Regions from separate parts of the Danio rerio genome. Here region 1 is linked to region 2. Evidence: chromatin contacts called from public Hi-C data. All regions are on one chromosome and are shown on one strand. The core of a region is the stretch at or near the end of the contact, and the rest is flanking DNA. Distances in the headings are between cores, read along the strand shown.

Region 1 (6,713 bases), core at 2,971-5,470, 130 kb after region 2:
ATCACTGAGAAATGACTAAAAATATTCATTTTCAAAATGGGGAGTACTCATATATGCTGAGCACTGTATATGTTTGACTATGGAGGTCAATAGTTTTCAGCTATCACCAAAATATCTTGTTTTGTGTTCAATAACTTGTGTAAAACGTGAGTAAATAGTAAGTAAATAGTCATTTGTGTGTGTGTGAACTATCCCTTTAATGCCTTTACCGCATTGTTGACCAATATCATCAGCGTTTACACCCATGCAGAGCTGAATGTTTATTCTGATCACCTTTTCCCCTCATTATTGTCCTCCATTCAGGCCTGTCACTTATCCACCTCACAAGCAACTTTCCCCAGTGTGCAGCGGTGTGTTGGAAAATGCGGAGAGCTATACAAACACCAGGCCTTCCTAAAACATATACAGCCGCTGCTGACATTTAAAGCAATCACCCATCACCAGCACAGACACACGGCCCAGAAATGACTGCAGTGTGTGGCCAGAACAGGCCGGTCTCTGCATTCCCCGTACAGGAATCATTACAACAATGTGTGTGAATCACTGTAGTCTATTGCACGCATGCGGTTTTCGCTGCCTGCTCACCTGCACACCCGCTCCGAAAGACGAACGATTGTGCCTCCGATCAATGCGGGGAAAGATGCTCCTCATGCGGTGTATGGATAATCCCGGACGGATTCGGCGCGGTCTCGTTTCTCGGGCATCCTCCGGTCAGGTACGCGGCGCGCGGATGCGAGGAGGAGGAGAAGAAGAAGAGGAGGAGGAGGAGAAAAGGAGGATGATTCGTGGCGCAAAGCGACGCTCGGTACACTCGATGACACCGGTCGGTACGCGGTTTGTCCACGGGTGCGTTCACGCGCGTCACATTAAAAACGTGTCCGAGGCCAGATCTGCTTGCGCGGTCAGATCGCCGGTGTGCTCGGATGTCCCGTGCACCGGATACTCTCTCTCTCTCTCTCTCTCTCTCTGTGTGTGTGTGTGTGTGTGTGTGTGTGTGTGTGTGTGTCTCAGCGCTCTCAATAACGCGGAGGATACAACAGCAGTGATGGGGAAGCCACACACACACACACGCACACTCACGCACACACACGCACTCTATAACACATGCTTGTGCGGACCAACATCAATATTTTCAATTGTCATTAAACCAACCTGAATTCAATTACACTAAAAATATCTGTAAATTAGCAGTTTTTCGTGTTTTGTGATGTTTTTGTTTTTATTTTTTATTTTCCCCTTTTATTTCTGCTTTTGAATTGCATCAGGACACCTTGATCTTTTTATCCAACTTCTTTTACCCTAAAAGGTTCGGAAGAAATGACTTTTATTGTCATGTTTAATAGTTTAAAGTGATATATTTGTCTGGGTTGGTGTTGTATATTAGAGTACAAAACCTTGTAATAAACTGCAGTACATTTTCTGTTGATTTACAGACTGATATATTATTATATTATATTATTATTATATATTATTATAATATAAATTATAAAAGTCTATATAGTATTTCTTATAGGCAACATTATATTATTTCAAACTACTAAAATATCAATAAAAGACCCTTTATTTAAAAATTAATAATTGGCGGATATTTTAATAATGTAGATACAAACCCATTAAAAAATTGTTTATTCTACACACTTCAATAATTAGCAGGTAGATTTTGACCTGAAAAATCACTCACATGAAAAATATAATAATAATTCGAACCATACTATGGTAAAGTACTTGAATTAATCTGCTGTGGTAATTGCTATGAAAACACAACTATAGTAATATAAGCAAGTTAATAAATAGTGTAGTTTTATACAACTATAGAGTATATTTTCTGACAATATACCACAGTTTACTTTAGTAAAACTCTAAAATACACTACAGTATTAATTACAGTTTATTAGTTTACTCTATGGTTAATGCTACAGTATGCTGTCACATTCATTATCAAAGTATTATAGTTTATATAATATATACAGTATTTTAAACTTTACTATAGTACAGTTCAAAAGCTCTATAGTATTTACTATAAATCCCTAGTATTTTTTGTTGTTTGGGTTGTGTAAAATAAAACATTACAGAAGATTCTAATGATTTTCACTACATATACCATTAGCCTAAAAACACTACAAAATGTTAACTATTAAAACCAGTAGTTTTTAAAAATGTTTTGGGACATATTTTATTAGAAATTATTGTTTTTCTCAACATCCCACATGAAAAAAATAGCATAGTAATTCATTGGGGAATTACCAGCCTACGTCATACATGACGTCACACAGGTTAAAACGTGCATACCTGTTGCAAAAAAAGACCAGTTGCAATAGCAAACATGTCGTTTTGTGCGGTAGGATGCCAAAATCGAAAGTCCAAAAATTGAAAACTTAAATTTTACCGTACACCACACTGCTTTTAATGCCAACCGTAGACGTCTTTGGCTAACAGCCATCAGAAGAGCTGAATGGAGTGAAGACCTAATTAAAAATGCTCTGCAGTTCTCAGTTCTTATTAGGTAAGTTCTTGCTGTGCTGAATTATACACATTGCTCGTTTTTGATTGCAGCAATGATTTCAGCAAAAACAGTTACATTTGGTTAATTAAACTGCGCACACTGAATGCTCTGAACGAAATGTAAAAATGTAAGTTCACATACGCCGCCATACCACCAGTTCGCTGTCAGAATGGAGTAGTTTTGCTTGTTGATGATTACCCAGGCCTTGTACAGCTCCGTCTTCTTTCCTTGTCTTTGGTTAGGCAGAACCTCGGTTTTTAGCACTACATAGTTTTGAATCTGGTAATCATGGAACATTATTTCTTGCACATCACCACACAGAACAATAATATAGGCATCCAAAAACTTGTAGGCTTTTAACTTCTCTCTTGTCAAAACACCTGTAGTTTCAATGAGTTTCAATGAGATAGTTGTATATTTGGGGCTGGATGCTTGGCCATTTCATATCCAGTATCCATTGGGAGGGTGCTAACGCAATTGGACCTGTCAGACGAACGCCGCTCACTTTAATGTTAATTTTGCCAAATCACTGTGCTTATATCACTGAGTGACAAGCTGTTATAACACACTGAAAGCATTATGTCAATAATATATATAATATGTAATCAATATAACTTAATTCTAATGCAACAACAAACTCTGTACCACAGCGGATGTCATTCCTTTGCTGTAAATGCTAGTGCTCCCGGGTTTTTTTCTGCAACCTCGCTGCGTGCGTATCCTGAATGTTTTTAAACTGGTAATTTGTCTGTAGTAAACAACAGAGTTTTTGAGCCATATACTGTTGTAAAGTGTATTATACTATATCTATAGTCATTCATTCATTCATTTTCCTTCGGATTAGTCCCTTTATTCATCAGGGGTCTCCACAGTGGAATGAAATGCCAACTAATCCAGCATGTTTTACACAGCGGATGCCCTTCCAGCCACAACCCAGTCCTGGGAAACATCCATACACACTCATTCACACACACACACACACACACACACACACACTCACACTATGGCCAATTTAGCTTATTCAATGCATATATGTATATAGGATATGATTGAATGATAGTTATAACAATAAAATAATTTTAAAAATGTAAAGGAGATCAGTCCATACTACAACTATAATGATAACATGATAATTCGTTTCTCCAGCTGATGAACATTAGTACAAACACTGCCAAACAATCAGAATCAATCCTGCTTTAATACGTTTGGGGGGGTGGGGGGAGTGGGGGGGGGGAATGGAGCAGCAATTATTATTGTATTATAGTTATTTGTTATTGCTCCTGGGTGTCACTCACTGCAGTAAGACCTGGATTTAGCCTTAACTACACCAGTTTTAAAACTTACTGTTACATGCAATGCACTTTATTTTGTTTTTCACCTACGTTTTTATTGGAGTAAACAGTATATTTAAAGCACAAAGTTTCCAGTACATTGGCACATTATGCATTTGTACATTTTATCCATTCTAGCAAGCAATTTATGAGTCGTTTTACCTTTAAAATAATTTTAGGAGGAGCTCTGCAGTTATAGGCGTGTTACGTTCTGCACAGACAAGCTCCGCCCTTGATCTGTTCGTTCTGGGCTATGATTGGTCAGAGCTGGTTATCCGCAATCAGTGATTGGACAGTTGAGAAGTCAATCATGTAGTTGTAGAAACAACAGCAAACAGAGAAAATAAATTAGCATGCGACAAAAACGCCCACTTTAGTTTTCCTGAAAGAGGCGTTTCTTAAATGACAGCACTGACATAACGAACAAGATCAGCTGGATACATAACTTGAGCCTAAGCGTTGGGTCTTGTTGCAAATCTCCGTTTCAACGTAGAACTGACCGAGAGCTTTTCTAGTGGTCGATATGTCCGATGCTGTAAGAAATGTGGCGATATTTGGCTGCACGGGAATGACGGGGTTAGCGACCTTACCTATCGCAGTGGCCTCAGGTAAACTCTTACACAATGTCTTAGGGGAATGAGATGTTTTTTAACGTGTTCTTACTGCAACTTCATGCACTGTTTCGCTTTGATAGACGAGAATTGAATGTTTTAAATTCATTGAAATCGGTTTTGTATTTGCACATTCGTTCATTGACAACACACATATTCCTATATTGTTTATCAAACTAACGTTACTTAAATATTCGGAATGAAATCGCATGTAAATATGACTTACAGATAACATTGGCACTATTTAGTTGACTGTAAACAATGTTGTAACGTTACTTTGAAAGTCATTGGCTTCAATATGATTTTTGACTGCTTGTAGCTTAGTCTAATAATACTAAAGTAACTTACAGTATATATATATATATATATATATATATATATATATATATATATATATATATAATAGACGATGCTAATATGATTTGCCTGTTTAGAATGAGCAAATACTTTTCTGAAATAAGGTTATATTATTAAGGAGAAAAACCGAATGTGAATCAAGTTTAATGTGTAAATTACCTCAATTAAAAAAAATAATTAATCCAGATTTAACATAGTCTTAATCAATTTCTCAATAATACTAAAGAATCTTACAGTATAAACTGGCGTGTTTTGAACTATAGTGAAGTGTTTCATGGTTCTCAAACTGTGGTACGTGTACCACTAGTGGTACGGAGGAATCAAAAATGTCATACTGTATGTACATACATATATTTAAAAATGATTATGTATGATGAAATGTAGCCTATATTTCCAGGTGTTGATACTTTACATTTAAGTACAGGAGTTTTTTTTAAACTTTAAGAACAGTAACCTGTCATTATTAACTTTTAAAAGCACATTTTAATTTTAATGTTGACATTTTTTTTTTACGTATAAGCACAGTACAGGGTTAATGTTCAAACAATTTGTAATGTTTAAAGTGGCTGACAATAATACTCTCGATAATAAATATTAATTGCCTCATTTTTAAACTGTACAGAACTGTAGCTGTTACACTGGGCCCACTATGCTACAGTATTTCAATACTGCTTATTATGGTGGAACTTGGAGAAAATCTTTAAGGAACCACTGCTGTATAGTATCTACAAGCCTTTGGTAATGAATGTTGCATACAGTACTACTGTAGTATATTGAGATAAAGTTTTATATTCACACATTCAGACTTTTTCTTAATAACATAATTTCACAAAAATATTCTTGTCTGAGGTAAACTCTTACACAATATCTTTATGGACTGAGTTTTTTTTTTTTTTCTTAAACTGTTAATGCAATGTGACGAGAATCAAATCTTTCAAGTTTATTGAAGTTTTATTTGCACATTTGTTTATTGACAACATGTGACACGGTCCCTATATTGTTTATCAATCTACTTTTAATATTCAGTCTGAAATCGCATATAAATATGACTTTAAAAGAACGTTTGCACTATTTATTTGACTTTTAATGATCTTGTACTTTGATAGTTATAAGGTGCTAACATGATTTTCCTATTTAGAGTTTGCAAAGAATACTTTTAATTAGGCTATATTATTAAGGAGAAAGACCGAATGTGAATCAACCTTACCTCAATTTCAAAATCAATCAGTCTTAATCAGCAGCTTAATAATACTAAAGTAACTTGCAGTATATACTAGCGTGTTTTGAACCACGCTATAGTGAAGTGCAGGGGCAGGTTTAGTTTGCCCTTAGCAAGGCCCAACAGTCCTAAAATGCACCCTTTCTACTTTTATTTCATATACATTTATTTAGCTGTTGTTTTATATCACTCAAACTTATTTTCTAAGTTTAATCTTAATGCAGTCTCTACATTTTAAATGATTAATTTTCTTAAAATGAAATTATAACGTTGAATTTAATCAATTTGACTTCTGGACTGCTTTATGAGTGGGGTTGGTGGACAAATTTGTGCATTTTATTTTATTATTACATAACATTACATTATTATAATAATATTATGTTTAATTTTATATTAAATAATGTTTAATTACGTTATGTAATTTCATTTGTTTGACTCTCACCGTACAAAATATGATAAAAAAACAATGTTATATAGGTATAATTTATACCATTAGATATTTATTAGTGGTCATAAGCGGCCACTTGCCTTGCTTATTGGTTAAATTCACCCTTGGTGAAATGTATCATACTGTATTTATAACTCTTTGTTGATGAATGTAGCATACTACTGTAGTGTTAAACTATATTAAACTAATAAACTATAATAAATATCATTGTATACCTTAGTTTTACTACAGTAAACCTTGGTGT
Region 2 (7,513 bases), core at 1,257-3,756:
CTCCGTTCGACCTCTCTCTCTCTCTCTTCCTCTTCCTGCCGCCGCCTGAACTGTGAGCCTCCATCGCTGAACAGACATCAAAAACACTGATATTTACAGCAGGTTTTAATATATTTTACATTTAGTAAAAACATCCAGACTCAAGATTTTCCCATTAGTGTTTTCAAGCATAAATTTCTTGATCTGTTTGAAAAGAAAAAAACATTCACAAGAGGGCGAATCATTCAACTGATGCAGTCAACAGATCTCAAACAGGAATGTAGATTTGCAAGCCACATCACGAAAAAAACAAAGCCACGCTGACCCAGATCATATCAGCATGATGATGATGACGATGAAGGACAGTCTGAGATGTGGCACAGTTTCACAGAGGAGGAGGCACTAGAGCGGAAAACAATGTTTTCATTCGCCATTCTTCCCTCTAAATCGCTCCATTGTTCGCTGGGAAGATGCCCAGTGTTCAACTGAACGTTCAGCTATAAACCTCAGACATGTGACCAGACAAGTTCCTTTATTTCTGAACAATATTTTAATTAAATTCAAATCAATTCAAGTTTATTTGTATAGCGCTTTTCACAATAATTATTGTTTCAAAGTAGCTTTAGCAAACTATTTGTAAACTTGTTGTGCTTAAAATTAACGCACAATTAAACAAAATTATCTCACATTAACTATAAGACATTACAATGCCTTTTTTAGGTTTTTAAAAGTATTTTAAGATCCTACGAAAATATCTTTATTTTGATATAAACACAGCAACATATACACTAAACAATGCAGTGTGACGTAAAAATATGATATATATATATATATATATATATATATATATATATCCAAATCACATATATGACGTACAAAGTTATGTTTGGATTTCACAAATCTTAAACTATTTACTTTAAGTTTTATATTCACACATTCGTTCGGTGACAAGCACACCACTAAATAATAATTTGGTCAGAAATGGCATGTAAATATGACTTCAAAACAACATTAGCACTATTTAATTAACTGTGAACAATTTTGTACTTCGATAGTCATTGGCTGCTAATTTGATTTCCTTATTTAGACTTATTGCAAACACTACTTTTCTTAAATTATATTATTCAGAAGAAAGAACAAATGTGCGACTATAAAACTTTACCTTAATAAAACTTTCAGATTTCTTAAAGTTGCAGTTTTTTTTTTAAATACATTAACATTGTATGGTTCAAAATGGACTATTTATTTGCTGTGCAAATAAAATCATAAGACTATTAAGTAAACATCATGTTCCGTGAAGATATTTAGCAAATTTCCTACAGTAAATATACCCAAACTGAATTTTTGATTAGTAATGTCCATTGCTAAACAATTAACTGGGACAAATTTAAATGTGATGTTCTCAGTATTTAGATTTTTTCTATTTTTTTTATGACCCTCAGGGTCCAGGTTGATCAAATAACATCCTATTTTTACAAAGTACATGTCAATGAAGCATTCTTTAGCATTCAGATGTGAGCAATGAAGCTTTTTTAGCATTCAGGGAATGTATAAAGTCTAATTTTAAAAACTTAACACTTATGACTGGTTTTGTGGTCCAGGGTCACATGTACTGTGGTGAAGTTGGTATATATTTACTTCCTGACTTTATCCTTATAGCACTTTCTAAATAGGTGAATCATATCAGCTGATAATGTCTATCAAAGTACAACATTGCTCATACAGTCAATAAAATAGTGCTAATGTTGTTTTCAAGTCATACTAGCATGCAATTTCAGACCGAATATTCGAAGTACCATGGTAAAAAATAAAGGCAGCATGTTACAAGTTGTCACTGAATAAATGTGCAAATATAAAACCAACTTTAGCTCATTGCACAATTGCAATATATACTTCAAAATACTGAAAACATAGGCAAATAAATGCGATTTTATTAGTATTTTGATTATTATTATTTATTTTTATAACCCTCCGATTCCAGGTTGACCAAATAACACCCTATTGTAACAAAGTATATGTCAATCAAGTGCTTTTTTGAGCTTCTTTCAGGAGCTTTCAATTGAAATAAATATTTTAAAATACTGAAAACATTGCCGTTTAAAACTTTCATAATTACAAATATGTTTAAATGTATTAGCCACAATTATATAAATGTTCGTTGGTATGTTTTAATATATCAGATTTCCGTATGGTAGCAAACTAACAGAACTATGTTAAAACAGCTGAAGAGAAGTTTTAGTATCAATGCAAGGCCTTCATTCCCTCTAAATGAAGGAGACTAAACACACATGAACTAACATTAGGAAATAACGTTAAAGTCTTTCAAATGAAGCAGGGCGTTTTGATTTTAAACTACTAACCTTGCTTCTGGTTTCCTCCTTAAACACGTCTTTCCTCCACAGTATCATAGGGTGAAGACAGCACTTCTGAACTACACTATGAACACATTTTATTTACGTTTTAAAGACTTTACGGTGATGATCCTCCATATGATGACAGCTCTCCCTCCTCACAACTCCATCATCATCAACGCTCACTAACAACACGCACACTTCCGCTCGTGTGTCCCATTTCCGCTTTGAAATCCTGCCATCTAGCGTCCACTTTACACCAAATAGCGCTGCTGGTCTCCGGTCAGTTTCAAATTGCTGGATTACTCCAGAAATGCATAAACAAATCTAATAATTTAATATCAAATTCAACGAGCTAATAAAATTAACTATGAGCTAAATGCGCCGCAGCAAATGCTTGTAAATATCTATGGACTATGTGCACAGCTGTTTTTCAGCCAATGATGAACTTCCGGTGAAAACTTTATGTGACTTAAGGTTCATATACGAAGGTTTCTTTTACAGCATCGACGTTGTAATGTAATTCAGATATATTCAGTTATACTTAAGTGTCCATTTGGTTGTTAAAGAGTAAAAATAGACAAACAATGGCTTAACAGGCGGCGTCATTGGCCACTGGCTAGCGCCGTAATAAAACACTGGGGTAAAATTTATTTCCATATTTTAAAGACATGGCATGGAAAAGTATAATGTAATGCAGTGCTTATTGTTTGGTCTGATACTCACTTTATCGTATCTCGGCCAGGCTGTGAAGATCGCTGTTTTTTTTTTTCTGATCTTAAATGCGGTTATTTTGTAAAGGATGAATATTAGCTGGAATTAGCTGGAAGCCCTAAGGCTGGCAGACTAAAATTAAAAGTCCCTGTACTTATACCCCACTGATTTTTTTTGTGTGTATGCATACAATGCACTTTTATTTCCCCTTATAAACTATAGTTGCATTTATAAAATATTTAAGCACATTTCAATAAAAAAATCCATCCATTTATAATGTAACAGTTAAAATGAGTAATATAAACAAATAAAAATTGTTAAAAATATTTAAGGAAATTTTACTTCACAGCTTAAGAAGAGCCATACAAAATCTAATTAATTTTATACAATTATCTTCTAATTTCTTTCAATTTCCGTTTACTTTGTCATTTTTTTCTAGCTTGATTCGCTCATTCATCTTATAATGTAACAGTAAAGTCATATAAATAAGTAATAATAAATCAGTTTTAAGTTGTTGTTGTTATTAAAGGTTTTGTGCTGCACAACAGTAATTTATTTCTTACAAAATGTCTTCAAGATATCCTAGGCTAAAAACTTTTATTTTGTCGCTGTAAAATTTTGTGACATGACGATTGTTGCATAAAATCAATTGATTATTTCTGTTTTCTAATTTTGGCGAGAGTTAAAAGTAGCTATAATATGTAGCTGGCAATATTTTTCCTGAAATATACGGTCAAACTGTAGTCTATTAAGTAAACAGCTAATCCAGTTACAAAGACGTAGGCTAATATGTCTTCCATTAGGTCATTAGCCTAACACAACATTGGGTTTCTGTATATTGCAGATCTTCATATTTTACTTGAACAAGACATAATACAATATTTTTGCCATATATACTTTATCAGTCAATATAACTTCATTATGTACTTTAATATTGAAGCATGACAAATATTTTTAACTGATGTAGGATACCTAAAGTCACCTAAGGTGCTTTAAGTGCATCTGCCATGTTTCTTTACCAAACCATATACAAATGAAGGCAAAATGTAATATTTTTTCCTCTTCAAATATTTTCTAAGTAATATTTAACAGAGCAAGGTTATTTTCACAGTATTTACTATTGTTTTATGCTACTTTAACAAAGTATTTTAAAAAGCTTCTTTTGATTCGGCTTAAAATGTTTAAGTACAATAATATTATCTCCTTTAATCATTTTCCCCCAAATGGCTAAAGAACAAACCAATGTTGTCCAATGACTTTCCTAATTAACCCAACTTGAACCCAATTAACCTAGTTAAACCTTTAAATTGCACTTTAAATCTACACAAACAGACTCCTGGCAAGACCTTAATATCAGTTTGACTGAGGACTGGAATGTGTTTATAGGCCATTTTGAGGGATGTAAACAAAAACAATGGTCCCATTGTATTTGCTGTTTAACATTTTAATTTCTCTAGCTTCCGAGAATCCAAAAAGAGCCACATACCAATAAATAATGATATGATAGTTGCTTTAACATGAAGTTATGATTGAATTGCCTCTTGTTACAGTTATGAAATGGTTTATAACAAGTAGGAAATGTTCAAGGGCCAACAAGATGACCACATTGAAATGGTCTATATATAGGGTCTATAGATCCTCAATTTGTGCTAGACAGCCTTATTCAATTTAAACTGGAACATACTGTAGACTTCATCTTTCCAAGGCCAAGGTGGCAAGGATGTATTCCTTTGTTGACCCTATCTGTACAAGATGCAAGCAGTCTTGCAAGCATGCACAGTATTTTACTTGCACAAGATGCAATAATTTTGGTCAAACATTTTTTTTGATCTTGCTCCAGAATATTTTGCAAAGATGTTTGTGCAAATTCCTTAACTGCTGTCTTTGGTATTGTTTATGAAAATAACAATTTGTCAATAAGTGAACTGTACTGCATTGCCTTTACTTCATTTTAATTAATTGGAAACAATCATTTCCCTCTTCTTTTAAACAGTGGGCCAATCATTTGTTGCAATTCTTTGGTTTAGAAAAAAATAAGACAATTTAAATAGTCCTGGGTCCAAGTTTATTACCATATGGCGTCCTTTTATAATGGCTTCCAAAGCCAAATGTAATTATAAGTGGACAAAATGATGCTGTCAGGTTTTGCTTGTACTGTACTGATGTTGTCTTCATTGTTTAGTCTTTGTTTATATGTACACAATGTTAAAGCAATATATTTATATGTCTGCTGTGTTGTTAGTTATGTTGATTAGTTAATGCATGTTTTTTGACTATTTAAATAAATTAAAAGGGGTAAAATTGCACTTTAAACTCTGAATACTAGTATCTTGCATAATAACTACGAAATAGTACTGCCATCATGGCAAAGACAAAAGAGTTTACTTAAAACAAATCTGTATTGGAAATTAAACTTCTCCCCTTAAAGCATCACTTAAATCTATCACATCTCTCAAAAGTTTGGAAAAGGATCAAAATTCCACGTAAGAGGTGATAGTTTTGCCTTCGACTGTATGTAAACAAATGCAGGAGTACATTTACAGCTAACACAAGGTCACGAACTGTGGAACAAATGAAAATCGAGACGTTTGACATATCACAAGCTGTATTTATCAAGGAGTTAACTGTACAGAGTCAGTCAGGATCTGAATTATACAGCATTCATTCATTCATTCACTGTTTCCATGTGTATTAGTGTCACCCTTGTACAGTGGCTGTGAGTGAGAATGGGAGTGGTTTTCTTCATGCACAGCAGTACCATTACAGGGACAATGTCATTCATGCAACCTGAATTGCCCATGTTTCCTTTCTATTTCTTTCCTTTGAGCTTTGGAGAGATAACCCCATCGTTATTAATAATGTTATTTAAAACTGATATTAAAACCCATAAACTGGTCTTATTTCACAGCAGAAAAAGAGCGTTTTGTTTGGTCTGTACAGAAGCAATTACAATTTGTACAGGTCATCATTGAGCTGCTGAGCTAAAACCAATGGTGCTTAAGGGTCTGACACGCTAGCTACCCAAACGTTTAAAGACTAAAAAAGTACTACAATGGATCATCGTATATGCCATAAAACCCACAAAGCATGTGTGATGCTGTGCGTGTGTATATATACACATATATAAAAGTAATTAAACAACTTTAAGAATATAGACACCACGACAATCCCCCCAAAACATTAGCTATTAAAGACTGTTAAAACAATATATACTGTTAGGGTTGTGCTTTCTGCTGATTCAGTGCATCTTGCATTTAATAATACTGTAAAAAGTGTTACTTTAATAAAAGTGAGTAAAACCATTGACTAAGTGAACTACACTAGCTGGCCACTTTATAAGGTACACCTTACTAGTACCAGGTTGGACCCCAATTTGCCTTCAGAACTGCCTTAATCCTTCATGGGATAGATTCAACAAGCTACTGCAAACATTCCTCAATGATTTTGCTCCATATTGACATGATAGCATCACGCAGTTGCTGCAGATTTGTTGGCTGCACGTCTATGATGTGAATTTCCCATTCCACCACATCCCAAAGGTGCTCAATTGGATTGAGGGCTGGTGACTGTGGAGGCCATTTGACTACAGTGAATTCATTGTCATGTTCAAGAAATCAGTCTGAGATGATTCGTGCTTTATGACATGGTGCGTTATCCTGCTGGAAGTAGGCATCAGAAGATGGAGACACTGTGGTCATAAAGGGATGGACATGGTCAGCAACAATACTTAGGTAGGCTTTGGCGTTGACACGATGCTCAGTTGGTACTAATGGGCCCAAAGTGTGCCAAGAAAAAATCCCCACACCATTACACCACCAGCACCAGCCAAATTCTGACCCTACTATCCGAATGTTGCAGCAGAAATGGAGACTCTACAGAGCAGGCAACGTTTCCCCAATCTTCTATTGTCCAGTTTTGTTGAGCCTGTGTGAATTGTAGCCTCAGTTTCCTGTTCTTAGCTGACAGGAGTGGCACCCAGTGTGGTCTTCTGCTGCTGTAGCTCATCTGCCTCAAGATTGGACCTGTGTGCGTTTACACCCTATTCACATTGGGCGTCAACATCATTTTGAATGGGTACTGCTCGTCCGGCAGGGGCGTCTTTTAGAGTCGTCCTAACCTTCCCCCCCTTGTGGCGCCCCTGACGTCAGGCATTGCCGGACTGCATTGTGGATCCGTCGGCGCAGCTTCAGTGGCATTGCTTGCTGCAGAAGTTAGGAATTTCTCAACTTTTCAAGCACCAACGGACGTGTCAGCTAATCAGATTGCTTTATGCAAATACCCCAGCTCAGAAAGTAGCAGATTGCGGACTAATTTCTATGGCTAACGCTGCTATGATGATCGGTAAACGTTGATGCTGACGCCCCATTGAATGCACGGATTGAGATGCTCTTCTGCAGACCTCGGTTGTAGCGAGTGCTTATTTGAGTTACTGTTGCATTTCTATTAGCTGGAACCAGTCTGGCCATTCT

What was found. A called contact is a pair of places that touch in the nucleus more often than the background predicts.
Region 1: a Hi-C map of hematopoietic stem cells shows a contact between it and region 2, with 3 times the contacts expected there. The contact joins the promoter of blvrb here to the promoter of pcyt1ab in region 2. A contact is called at or near these places in 4 of 18 Hi-C or Micro-C datasets (caudal fin, embryo, hematopoietic stem cells and 1 more) and 2 of 4 datasets of contacts at active chromatin or transcription factors (caudal fin and embryo).

What each region holds. Positions count from the first base shown.
Region 1 is chr18:49,148,840-49,155,552 of GRCz12tu, forward strand. It overlaps blvrb (biliverdin reductase B), which reads left to right and starts at 4,221. Exons shown (of 5, transcript NM_001002686.2): 1 at 4,221-4,442. The coding sequence starts at 4,358. It overlaps sptbn4b (spectrin, beta, non-erythrocytic 4b), which reads right to left and starts at 947. Exons shown (of 37, transcript XM_073929625.1): 1 at 586-947.
Region 2 is chr18:49,019,112-49,026,624 of GRCz12tu, forward strand. It overlaps pcyt1ab (phosphate cytidylyltransferase 1A, choline b), which reads right to left and starts at 2,507. Exons shown (of 9, transcript NM_001020735.1): 1 at 2,340-2,507; 2 at 1-66. The coding sequence starts at 64. sptbn4b (spectrin, beta, non-erythrocytic 4b) reads right to left here. Exons shown (of 37, transcript XM_073929625.1): 37 at 5,632-7,513.